Linked DNA regions of Sus scrofa: region 2 is linked to region 1. A link is a contact called in public HiChIP or PLAC-seq data. All regions are on one chromosome and are shown on one strand. The core of a region is the stretch at or near the end of the contact, and the rest is flanking DNA. Distances in the headings are between cores, read along the strand shown.

Evidence for each region. HiChIP or PLAC-seq counts read pairs in DNA pulled down with a chosen protein or histone mark.
Region 2: an H3K27ac HiChIP or PLAC-seq map of alveolar macrophages shows a contact between it and region 1. The contact joins the promoter of MED17 here to the promoter of DEUP1 in region 1. A contact is called at or near these places in 1 of 5 promoter capture datasets (liver) and 2 of 2 datasets of contacts at active chromatin or transcription factors (alveolar macrophages and skeletal muscle).

Annotation. Positions count from the first base shown.
Region 1 is chr9:25,686,566-25,692,952 of Sscrofa11.1, reverse strand. DEUP1 (deuterosome assembly protein 1) reads right to left here and starts at 4,559. Exons shown (of 16, transcript XM_021062630.1): 1 at 4,217-4,559; 2 at 3,222-3,320. It overlaps SLC36A4 (proton-coupled amino acid transporter 4), which reads left to right and starts at 3,776. Exons shown (of 11, transcript XM_005667225.3): 1 at 3,776-4,095. The coding sequence starts at 3,927.
Region 2 is chr9:26,188,875-26,195,713 of Sscrofa11.1, reverse strand. It overlaps MED17 (mediator of RNA polymerase II transcription subunit 17), which reads right to left and starts at 3,508. Exons shown (of 12, transcript XM_003129786.6): 1 at 3,068-3,508. The coding sequence starts at 3,317.

The DNA of each region.
Region 1 (6,387 bases), core at 3,310-5,809:
ACTCTTAAGAAGACCAGTGCTGGTCAGCATGTTTCCTGAGGTCTTTAACAGAATACAGAAGTCATTATAGTAGATGTTAGAAAATGGTAAGAAATTATCTTGATATACATTGAAAACATAAGAGGGTAAAATGTACTTCAGATACATAATAAATAATATTTTATATGGAGGGGAATCACAGTAGAGCTGATACCTGGGATTTGGTCTGCTCAGCTTACATTCTTGGAAACTGTTCCCTTCTCTACATATGGTTTCATGAGTACCTACCACATACATGACTTAGTTCACCCCTAACTGGACTTGTCTGGGGAGGGACCCTGATCCAAGGTGATTCAATCACAATTCTTTCCTGGGAACTTTAAAAACTGAAACAGAAAAAAGAAACGAGTATCTTTCTGGATACTTGAACTATAAAATACAGAAACTGAGAGTTTTTAGGAACCATGTTCCTGCCAGGTGAACCTGAGAAGCAGAAGAGTTCAGCAAAAATCTACACAGATACACAAGCAGGTGCACAGAGAAAATCGACAACAGGAGGATGCAGCGTCTCAGAGACAACAAAATCAGCTGTTCCCAAGGCCAGTCCCGTCTCTGTCCTGGGTACCTCATTATCCTTATATTCCCCTTTGTCTGAAACCTAGCTTACTTTGGCTTCTCTCTCTGTTGCAGTACAAAAATTCCCACCTAATATGCTTAATTTATACAATGCATTCTATGAACGATGCAATGGACTAAGTTTCTAAGAACTTTATCTCATTAAATTTTTACAACAACCTGTGAGGTTGATTGTTTTGCACATGAAGAAACTTTTGAGATCCAACTACTGTTAAAAAAATGCTATTTAGATGGCCCACAGGTGTCTCAAATAAACAAGTCAAACAGAACCTTTTCTCTATCTGTAAAGTGGGGAAGGCTATTCTCACAGCTTGAATTGCTCTTCTCTCCACACCATCTAATCAGCTCCTGCATACCTTGAGATGTCAGTTAAACGTCCTCAGAGAAGACTGTCTTGGCTACTCAATCTAAAGCAGGTTCCCCAGTAGCACCTACTACAATTTTCTTCAACAACTGTAATTACAAGATAGTTAACATCCTGTTTAGTTCTTTTGCACACTCCTACACTACCATATGAACCCTAGTTCAAACCAGTGTTGTTTGCTATTACAGATCCTGCTTCAAGCAAAGTCCATGGCACAAGGAGGATGCTCCATAAAAGAGTTTGGATAAATTAAAGATTTTGTAATATCCTTTCATGTATCTGTGAATGAAAAATGTTGCCTGCCATATCCGTAAACAAAGGATGCCGTAGCTATCAAGCCATCACATCACAGCCACCGTGACGGTGAACACTGAGGGGACTCGAGATAGAAATAAGATGCTTGCCATCAAGCCATCAGCCTCAGCAGCCAACCCTGAGGAGATTCAGGATGGGAAAACACAGGATACTGGCCCCAAAAAACTGAGGGGCATATCAAAGGAGTGATTTCAGTGAGTCTGGACTCTTGCACTTTCCTACACACAGAAAAGCCGTAAATTCCTTAAGATGTCTTTTCTTTTTTTTTCAATTAAAAAAAATATTTTTTTGTCTTTTTAGGGACGCACCTGTGGCATATGGAGGTTCCCAGGCTAGAGGCCGAACCTGAGCTGAAGCTGCCAGCCTACACCACAGCTCACAGCAATGCTGGATCCTGAACCCACTCAGCAGCCCAGGGATTCAACCCGCTTCCTCATGGATACTAGTGGGGTTTGTTAACCACGGAGCCACGACGAGAATGCTGGAGAGGTCTGCTTTTCTTTAATTAATAGTAATCGTGGTTGGCCTTAAAAAGACAAAAGACAAACCAAACCAAACCAAAAAAAGTAATCTTGATGTTTTGACTACCTGGTCTTTATTGAAAGAACCCCTTTATGCTTGGGTCCTCCCTCACCTCTTCAGAGCCGTTCCCCAGAGCTATCTGAGAAGCTGTCTCCCCGTCTTGACCTCCCCAAAATATCTACCGAATAAAACAAAATTTTCAGCTTTTAGCTCGTGCGTTTTCTTTCAGCTGCCATATCTCTGAGGCTATATGCAGCAACTTTCAACACCTATTTCCCGAGCCACTGGAACATGGCACTCTGCTAGGCCTGGTTGAGACACACAGAAAAAAACTACAGCAACTCTCCTGCAGGCATTCACAGTAGAGCATAAGCCTCAGCCAGAGAAATAATGATGATGCAAGGGGAGAAGGGTTACCACAGAGCTATGAACAAAGTAAGGTGGTGACAAAGGAGGAAGTCAATGAGACATGATCCAGGAAGTTCAAGTGAGGCAAAGAAAGGCATGGCCAGGATTCCAACAGTCAGATTCTTTATAATGTCTCTATGCTAACACAGCTTTCCTCTATACTCTCCTCCAGTTTACAAGTTCTGGAGCAGTGAAATGCGAAACCATATAATTCTCTTGAGTTTTATGATCATCCCTTTCACCTGGCTTAGCTCCATACCAGTCTGTTAAGACACAGCCTAGCTACCTGCCTCAGCCCAGGCCTCCAGTAAAGGTTAAACCTTTTTTCCTTCCGCACTGCCAGATCTGCTTTTCCTGGTGCTGGGATTAGAGGACCATGGCTTGGATCCCTTGCAACACTCAAAGGATAATGGTGCTCTTTCAAGACACTGTCCCAGGTGTTCTCATTACAATGGGTGACTGTCTTCTCTCCCACTGAACTCTAACCAGGAGCCCCACCCCAATGCAGGTTAGGGACTATTCCTCTAGTTGATGAAGGATCCAATTCTTTTTTCTCTTATCTCCCCTACATCTTTGTTATGCCTAGGAACCTTTTACATAAAACCTTTGCATGTGTATATGTGTGTAGGTGACTGGCGCTAATCTAAAGAAAAACAAAGGATTTTGGCAAATCACTATTAAATCTACAAAGGATGCAACAGGAGGAAAGATATAGTTCTTATGTAACTGTGTACTTTTAAAATCTCAGTATTTTAAATATTTATCATCGCCATGTAGTTACACCAGTGACCCTAGAATTAGACACCCCCTCCAAAAAAATTATTTTCCTTAGAAGACCCAATGAAATAGAACAGACAAAAAGAAAAAGTCTTGTTTTGTGTTCTGACTTGAAAGAACTATGAGATGGGAAAAAAAAAGAGAAATTGCTAAATTAAAACTTCTCCATTTCTATCCAAAAGCCTGCTTCATCCACTGATGAGTATTAATTGGTACCCACCTGAGGGGCCAGCTTTGCATTGAGAACCCCAACTCTAGTTGCGGATGGAATTCCATCTCTGTCATTTATTACTTAACTCTGTGTGCGTAGCTCCCGCATCTGTAAAATGGACACATACATTAGGATTATCTCACGGGTTTGTCAACTGAATAAAAAGTCAATGCATGTATCGTGCTTAAGAATATCTGATGGAGAATATTTAATCTTAACTTCAATTTCCTTTCAGCACTGCGGTTAACGCCAAGTGTCTTTGAAGGGCACTGAAAAATTCCTAAAGTGAAACTATTTGACTAAATTAAATGCTACTTGAGGTCACCCTATATCTCTAAATAGAGGCACAAAGGGATAACCAAGGAGTAGCCGGAACTCCAACACAGCCTTCTCGGTGCCTTAGAGAATGTTAAAGCCTTACAAATAGATGGGTTCCTCAAAATTAAGTTCGCAGTCATCTGCAAAGCTGTCTCCCCGCCTCCGCCCCCACCGGAGAGCTATAGGCCCGGGTCTCTGTCAGCTCTAAGCGCCCAACCCCAGTTATCTCCAAAACGCCCCTCGTCTCTGGTCACCCTGCCATTCTCCAGACCCGCCTCCGCCCACTCAGGTCTTCCACTCCGAGCTCGGCTCACTGGCAGCGCCCCAGAGCCCAAGGCGGGCCCCGCGCTGGGGCGCCTCCGCCGGGCCGGGCCGGGCCGGGCTGCCCCACTGCGCATGCTCCCCGCCGCGCGGGTGGGGTGCGCGGGGCCGGGGAGGTCTCGGCCTGACGCCGGCCACGCAGCAGCGGGAGCGCGCGCCTCGGGGCGGCGGCGTCCTGGAGACCCCCGAGAGATGGAAGCGGCGGCGCCGGCGGCGGCCGAGGCGGCTGGGCGCGAGGAGCTCGGTGAGTGCTGCGCGCGGGCCGACGTGGCGCGGGGATGCGCGTCCGCGGGATGCACCGAGGCCCTGGGTCCGCGCCCGGCCTGGGCGGGGGAGGCGGGGCGGGCACCCTGGCAGCCGCAGACCTTGCCCCGGGCGTCGGGGATCGCGTTGCTTGTCTCTGGTCGGGGAGGCGCGCACGGTGGTTTGCCTGTTGTTATTGGAGTGGGTCGTGGCTCTTGGGAATGCGGATCTGGCACGGGTTTGAATGTAAAAGTGGCCGGGCAGACGTCCTCGGGACATGTGGGATGAGCTCAGGCGTGGTTGGTGAATGACCTCGGGATCAGCACCTGCATAGGAACCGGTTGTCGGACCAGCAAGCTGGGTCAGGCGGAAAGCCAGGCCCTCCAGAGGGCATCAGAATGAGAAAGAGGGAGAGAGGGAGAGTGAGAAAGAGAGAGGGAGAGAGGGAGAGTGAGAAAGAGAGAGAGAGAGAGACAGAGAGAGAGAGAGAGAGAGAGAGAGAGAGAGAGAGAGAGAGAGAGAGAGAGAGAGTGTGTGTGTGTGTGTGTGTATGTGTGTGTATGTGTGTTGACGGGTGGCGCCGTGCACTGGTGTGTGCGTCAAAGGCAAGCCAGAGCCTGCGCTGTGGCTGCTCGCACTGTGTGGGTTTTTTGTTTGTTTGTTCCCCCCCGCCCCCCTCCCCAGCGATGCTTTAAGGAAGTTGTCGTAGTTTGGATTTTCAACGCGGCAACCCCAGTCCGAGTCCATGGTGAATCCTAAGTTCACCCACTGCCACCCCAGGAGTGGCCAGCGGGACGTGCTGACCAGACTGAGATATGTGTAGCTGACTCACTTGGCAAAGTTTGTTTTCCTGCTTTCCTGTGGCCTCTTGGCGACAGGAAATTTACAAAACCTTGTTGATGGTTTCCCCCTGTCAAAAGGAAAACAGAACTGGGGATGGGGTAATAATAATATTGTTGTTCCCAGTAATATGTGTTGTATTTAGGAATATTTGAATTCTATGCTGAATGATTAACTGATTAAAAGAGGAGTTGAGCTTTAAAAAAATATTATAGTATTTATATAGTATAATATAGTATATATAGTATAGTAGAGAACATAAGTTGACATTCCTGTAATAATGTGCAGGGTACTTGGCAGTTGATTTCTTTCAAGTCACAGTAATGGTAGAAGTGAATAGTAACGTTTTACTGAATGTTTACTGCGTGTTAGGAAGTGTAAGTGCTTTATATATGTTCTGTCTCTTAATCCTCACGACAGTGGGTGAGGTAGGTGGAATTATGATCCCTTTTTTATAGATACAGTAATTTTAAGCTCATTAATGGCCATACTCAGCTATGGACTCAGGTTCATCTGTTTTAAGTTCATTAATAACCCATTTTAGTGAGGATGTGGGGAAATGTGCATTCTCATGAATTGCTGGTAAGAGCAGTATATTATGTTTATCCTTGAAAATGCACATAATCCCTTGGTCCAGCATTTCTATTTTATTTATTTATTTATTTATTTTTATTGTGCAGCTGATTTTTTTTGAAATTGTTATAGTTGATTTACAATGTTCTGCCAATTTCTGCTGTAGAGCAAAGTGACCTAGCCATACATTTATATATACACTCTTTTTTTCATATTATCTTCCATCATGTTCTGTCACAAGTGATTGGATATAGTTCCCTGTGCCATACAGCAGGACCTCATTGCTTATCCATTTTAAAGGTAATAGTTTGCATCTACTAACCCCAAGCTCCCAGTCCATCCTTCTATCTCCTGCTCCCCCTTGACAACCACAAGTCTGTTCTCCATGTCTGTGAGTCTGTTTCTGTTCTATAAATAGGTTCATCTGTGCCATATTTTAGATTCCACATATAAGTGATATCCTATGGTATTTGTCTTTCCCTTTCTGACTTACTTCACTTAGTCTTAGAATCTCCAGTTCCATCCATGTTGCTGCAGACAGCATTATTTTGTTCTTTTTTATGGCTGAGTAGTATTCCATTGTGTATATATACCACATCTTCTTAATCCATTCATCTGCCAATGGACAGTTAGGTTGTTTCCCAGGTCTTGCTTATTGTGACTAGTGCTATTTATAGAACTATTTCCCAAGAAAATGTCACCTAACATACTTATATCAACTTATGTTCATTATGCTATTTACAAAAGAGAAAAGCTGGTGACTATCTAAATGTCCAATTAAAGAAAAAGCATTTAGGTAAATTGTGATATAGCCATATAGTTATATATACTGAAAAGTCATTTAAACTCACATGGGAAGATGTTCAACATATGCATTTTT
Region 2 (6,839 bases), core at 2,259-4,758, 500 kb before region 1:
TCTAATCGGAGCTGTTGCCACCAGCTTACACCACAGCCACAGCAACGCCGGATCCTCAACCCACTGAGCAAGGCCAGGGATCGAACCCGCAACCTCATGGTTCCCAGTCAGATTTGCTTCTGCTGCGCCACAACTGGAACACCTCAAGCCTTCTTAATAACCTTTATCTTCTAGCATTTAAAATCTGAGTGATTGTAGAGAATTTCCAATATACAGAAAAGTACAAAAATAAAAATGATCTTAACGGCAGCATTCAGATAGTAAACACTATTAATACATCCTCCAACGTATTAATCATCTTAAAAAATTAAATTTCATAAATATATGCTCACAGTATAGAATTCAAACAGTACAACTTATACTGAGTAAAAAGTGAAAGTGTTTTATTCCCCACCCCTAATTCTCTGTCCTCCTGAGGGGGACAATCACCATTAACTGTTGGGGCAAATCCATGCAAATGTTTTTCATAAATACATTCCCACTTTTCTATTACTTGCTTCCGCCCCACTTAGTTATGTCCTAGAGACACTTCCAGGTTAGCACATATGGATTTACTTCATTCTTTTCACCTTCTACGATACTGTGGAGCACAGAGGTACAGTCGATTTAACCATTTCTGTGTAATGGACTGGTTGCAACAATGCTAGCGGTGTAAACATCTTTAACACATCTCTGTATACGTCAACTTCGTCTGTAGCTTCAATTCTCAGTCATGATATTAGTGGCTCAAAAGAGAGGCACATTTAAAGATTCTGACACATACTGAACTGCCAAAGGTTCTCACAAATAAGGCTCTACAAATTCACATTCTCAACACTGGGCATTAACTCTTAAAACGCTACAACCCTTAGGCATGAAAATAGCATCTTAATGCGGTATTTGCATCTCCCTATTAGCAAGAACTTAAATCTTTCCTCTGTGAGCTGACTGTTTATGTCTTTGGCCTGTTTTTCCAATGAATTGTCTTTTTCTTTTCAGTTTGAAGGGACTCTTTGAATATCAACCACTTGTATGTCATGTGTCCTGCATATACCTCTCCCAGTCTGTCATTTATCTTTTTACTTTGTTTATGCTACCCTTTTTTCCCATTATTACTTTAAAATTGTATGTAAATGGAGTTCCCACTGTGGCTCAATGGGTTAAGGACCTGATGTAGTCTCCCTGAGGATGCGGGTTCCCTCCGTGGCCTCACTCAGTGAGTTAAGGATCTGGTGTTGCCACAAGCTGTGGCACAGGTCGTGGATGCGGCTTGGATTTAGTGTTGCTGTGGCTGAGGTGTATGCTGCAGCTGCGGCTCCAATTCAATCCCTAGCCTGGGAATTTCCATGTGCCACAGGTGCAGCCCTAAAAAGAAAATTAAATAAATAAATAACTTTTATGTAATTAATATACCTATCTTTTCCTTTATAACTTCTGGGTTTCCTATCCTGCTTATGGAAGCCTCTCCTAATTTCGAAGTTAGGTAATTTTAACTTCTTTCCAATATTTTATTCTCATTTCCCGTTCAATCCTTGTCTAAATATTTCTATGTGAGGTTTGAGGTAGTATTTACCTTTCATTTCTGAATGGATCCCTAATTGTCCTAACATCAGTGGATTGAAATGTCTTTAAATTTTCATTTACATAGGGTATGTTACACGTAACTAAACAAAGAATTGTCAGTATTTTTTATTTATTTATTTATTTATTGCTTTTGCTTTTTAGGGCTGCACCTGGGGCATAAGAAGGAAGTTCCCAGGCTAGAGGTCCAATCAGAGTTACTGCTGCCAGCATACCCACAGCAATGCCAGATCCCAGCCGCGTCTGCAACCTACACCACAGCTCACCACAACACCGGAGCCCTGACCCACTGAGGGAGGCCAGGGATCAAGCCTGCATCCTCAAAGATACTAGTCAGATTCGTCTCCACTGTGCCGCAGTGGGAACTCTGGTACTTTTCATTCTTGACAATAAGAATGCAAAAAACCATTCATACTTTTTCCATAATCCTTTCCTAACTAGTTTTGTTTTCCTTTTAATCCATTTACTATGTAACATCCAGGGTAACCTTTTGTAAACAAATCATCTGTCTGCTTAAAAATCCTTCAAAAGCTTTCCATTGTCTTTGTAATAAAAGCCAAATTGGGAGTTCCTGCCTGGTGCAGTGGGTTAAGAATCTGACTGCATAGGAGTTTCCGCGTGGCTCAGCAGTTAATGAACCCGACTAGAACCCGATCCTCATCGATTCGGTTCGATCCCAGGCCTCGCTCAGTGGGTTAAGGATCTGGCGTTGCGGTGAGCTGTGGTGTAGGTGGAAGACACAGCTGGGATCTGGCTTTGTTGTGGCTGTGGGGCAGGCCAGCAGCTGCAGCTCTGATTCAGCCTCTAGGCTGGGGAACTTCAATTTGCTGCAGGTGCGGCCCTAAAAAGCAATAAATAATCTTGACTGCAGTCTGGGTTGCTGGGAGGTGTGCATTCAATCTTCTGCTGAAAAAAGATCCCACACTGACGCAGCTGTAGCTCTTATTCAATCCCTGGCCCCAGGAACCTCCATATGCCACCGGTGCAGCCACGAAATTTAAAAAAAAAAAAAAAAAAAAAAAAAAAAGAAAGAAAGAAAAGCCAAATGTTTCTCCTGGCCTTCTGCCTCTACATGATTTGGCTCCTGCCTCCCTCCTGGACCTCATCACACATTCCAACCAATAAGAATGTCTTTTCAGCAGGTGTTACTATCATCATCCACCTGGCAGAGGGAAACAAAACTAATACGCGGCAGATATTTGAACTAGGACTCTTAACCAGGATGTGCCACATTACAGACATTCTATGAAAACACTTCATAGTGACCGTGTTTTTCAAGAGCTCCCACTCAAGGAAACCTGCAGAAGAATAAGGAGTATTAAGAGTCAGGTGGTGCCCTCAATTTTCCAGCGATTAGAAAAAAGACGACTATGAGCTCAATTACTGTTTCGCGCGGTTACGTTCAAAATACTCCTACACACAGCATCTTACCTGGTACAGGAGAGGCAGTGACATTAACCCGCTGGTACCGGGACCCGGAGACCGGCCCAGTGGATTCGAGACTTACCTTCCTCGTCGTCCTGGTCCGCGCTAGACCCGGCGCCCGCCCAGTCCTGCGCATCGCCGTCGGCCCCCGCCGCCTCCTCCTCCTCGGAGCCCGAACCTTGGCTGAAGTCAATTCGCTGTGCCAGACGCGCCAGGTTCTGCGACATGGACAGTGGCTGCAGGTACGTCTCAGTGCCATCCAGGCCCACCTCCTGGACCTGCTTCTCGCAGGCCGACTCGATGCTGATCCGCACAGCTCGCACCCCAGACATGCTGGCGGCGTCCGCAGGACCCCTGCGCCAACTGAAAACCCAGGGAGGCAGTAGGGGCACCTCGGCTGGAGGCCGGAAATCGGAGAGCCTCGGAGAACCCTGGAGAAACCAAACACAGATCTAGAGCCGCAAACAAAGAGAACTCTGAGACCTTCCCAGAGTGCACTGCAGGGCCCTCCCCCTCCACTCATCCAGTCCCCCCGCCCCTCTCGGAATCTCGCGGAGGGAACCTGGAGGGCGCGGGAGTTCCACACTTCCGGCCGAGCGCTTCCGGTGAATCCCACTTCGGCCTCCGGAAAAGCTTCCTGGTCTGTAAGGAAGAGGCGTGGCCTGTAGTGGGCGGGATGGACCCAGGTACCCAAAGGGTAGGGAGGCGGGTGGCCGCCTTAAAAAGAAAGGGTAGGGAGGCGGGTGGCCGCTTTAACAAAAAAGGTAGGGAGGCGGGTGGCCGCCTACGTTTCTCAAGTGTTACTTGTGAAGTGACGTAGGAGGGATGAAGAAGGTGGTAAAGAGGTAGGGAATACAAGATGAATGGGTTCCTGGATCTTATTATCCAGAGACCTTCTGAGAATGCTGAGATTAGAGAGTTTACACCTAAAGTAGAAGTGTGTCTGAAGAGTTATAAAGAGTTATAAAATAAGAGCTTAGTGTAAGGAAAACAATGAATGGTGCATATCACTACTTAAAGTTATACTGCATAATTAGCTAGTTTCCATTCCTTTTCAACTCCATGACGGCAACTCTCCCGTAAGCATAATAGACACTGGCACGTAATATGTGCTATAATATTTATTTTATGCCTGAGTGGCTGAGAATAAATAGTATTTACAAGGTTAAGAAGCATTGGTATGGGGGCGCAGCCTGCTTTGACTCTCCTTTGCCTGGCAAAACAATAATGCTTTTTTTTTTTTTTTTTTTTTTTTTTAAATAGGGCCACACCTGTAGCATATGGAGGTTCCTAGGGTAGGGGTCAAATTAGAGCCACAGCTACCGGCCTGCGCCACAGCAACACCAGATCAAAGCCACATCTGGGATCTACACTGCAGCTTGCTGCAACACAAGATCCTTGACCCACTGAGTAAGGCCAGGAGTCAAACCCACATCCTCATGGATAGTAGTTGGATTCTTAACCACAGTGATAACTCCCCAGACTCCTAATTTATCTCTACCCTCCTTCCCCTTTGGTAATCATAAGTGTGTTTTCTGAATTAACTCCCCAGACTCCTAATTTATCTCTACCCTCCTTCCTTCCCCTTTGGTAACCATAAGTGTGTTTTCTGAATTTCTTTGTGTTTTGTAAATAAGTTCATTTGTATCACTTTTTTAGATTCCACCAACAAGTGATATATGGTATTTGTATGTCTCTGATTTATTTCACTTAGTATGATGATCTCTAGGTCCATCACGTTGCTGCAAATGGCATTATTTGATTCTTTTTTATTGCTGGGTAATATTCCACTGTGTGTGTATGTATGTCTACTACATCTTTTTCTTTTTTCTATTATTTTATTTTTTAATTAAAGTATAGCGATTTATAACATTGTGCCAATTTTTGCTGTACAGAGGGTGACTCAGTCACATATGTATATTCTTTTTTTTTGTTGTTGTTGTTGTTGTTGTTGTTGCTATTTCTTGGGCCGCTCCCGCGGCATATGGTGTTCCCAGGCTAGGGGTTGAATCAGAGCTGTAGCCACCGACCTACGCCAGAGCCACAGCAACGCAGGATCCGAGCCGCGTCTGCAACCTACACCACAGCTCACGGCAACGCCGGATCATTAACCCACTGAGCAAGGGCAGGGACCGAACCCGCAACCTCATGGTTCCTAGTCGGATTCGTTAACCACTGCGCCACGACGGGAACTCCATATATGTATATTCTTTTTTTTTTTTTTTTTTTGTCTTTTGTCTTTTTTTTGTTGTTGTTGTTGTTGTTGTTGATGCTATTTCTTGGGCCGCTCCCGCGGCATATGGAGGTTCCCAGGCTAGGGGTTGAATCGGAGCTGTAGCCACCGGCCTACACCAGAGCCACAGCAACGGCAACGCCGGATCGTTAACCCACTGAGCAAGGGCAGGGACCGAACCCGTGACCTCATGGTTCCTAGTCGGATTCGTTAACCACTGCGCCACGACGGGAACTCCTATATTCTTTATTTATATATATATATATATAAAATTTCCATCATGGTCTATTCTAGGAAATTGTCGTTCCCAGTGCTATACAGTCTAACCGTATTGTCTAGCCATTCTAAATGTAATAGTTTGCATGTGCTAAACCCAAACTCTGAATCCATCCCACTCTCTCCCTCCTCCCCCTTGGCAACCACGTCTCTTCTCCATGTCTGTCTGTTTCTGTTTTATAGATAGGTTCATTTGTGCCATATTTTGGATTCCATTTATAAGTGATACCATATGGTTTTTGTCTCTTTCTGACTTCCCTTAGTAGGATAATCTCTAGTTGCATTCTCATTGCTGTGTATGGCATTATTTTGTTCTTTTTTATGGCTGAGTATTCCGTTGTGTATGCATACCACATCTTTTTTTTTTTGTCTTTTTGCCATTTCTTGGGCCCCTCCTGCAGCATATGGAGTTTCCCAGGCTAGGGATCGAATCAGAGCTGTAGCCGCTGGCCTACACCAGAGCCAGAGCCACAGCAATGCAGGATCCGAGCCATGTCTGCAACCTACACCACAGCTCATGGCAACGCTGGATCCTTAACCCACTGAGCAAGGCCAGGGATCCAACCTGCAACCTCATGGTTCCTAGTCAGATTTGTTAACCACTGTGCCACGACGGGAACTCCATCTTTTTTTTTTTAAAGTCTAATTCAAGTCTAATTTATTAGTGATATGATAATAAGAACAATAATGTTGATATAGACAGATAATTCATATCTCTGGACATTTATTTTTTTTACCACATCTTCTTAATACATTCATGTGTTGATGGACATTTAGGTGGTTTCCCTGTCTTGGCTACTGTGAATAGTGCTGCAGTGAAGAGGGTGCATGTATCTTTTTGAATTACAGTTTTGTCTAGATATATGTTTTTTCTGCATCTATTGAGATGACCATGTGATTTTTCTTTTCTTTTGTTGATATAGTGTATTTCATTGATTTGTCTATGTTGAACCATCCTGGTGAACTTGGAGTGAATCCCACTTGGTCATAGTGTATGATCTTAATGTATTTTGGGGTTCAGTTGGCTAAAATTTTGTTGAGAATTTTTGCATCTATATTCATCAAAGATATTGGCCTATAAATTTCTTTTTTGGTAGTATCTTTGTCTAGTTTTGGTATTAGGATTATGGTGGCTTTAGCAAATGTCTTTGGGAGTGTCTCCTCTTCAATCTTTTGGAAGAATTTAAGGATTGGTATAACCTCTTCTTTGTTTTTTGGGGTTTTTTTTTGTCTTTTTAGCTATTTCTTGGGCTGCTCCCGTGGCATATGGAGATTCCCAGGCTAGGGGTTGAATCGGAGCTGTAGCCACCGGCCTACGCCAGAGCCACAGCAACGCGGGATCCGA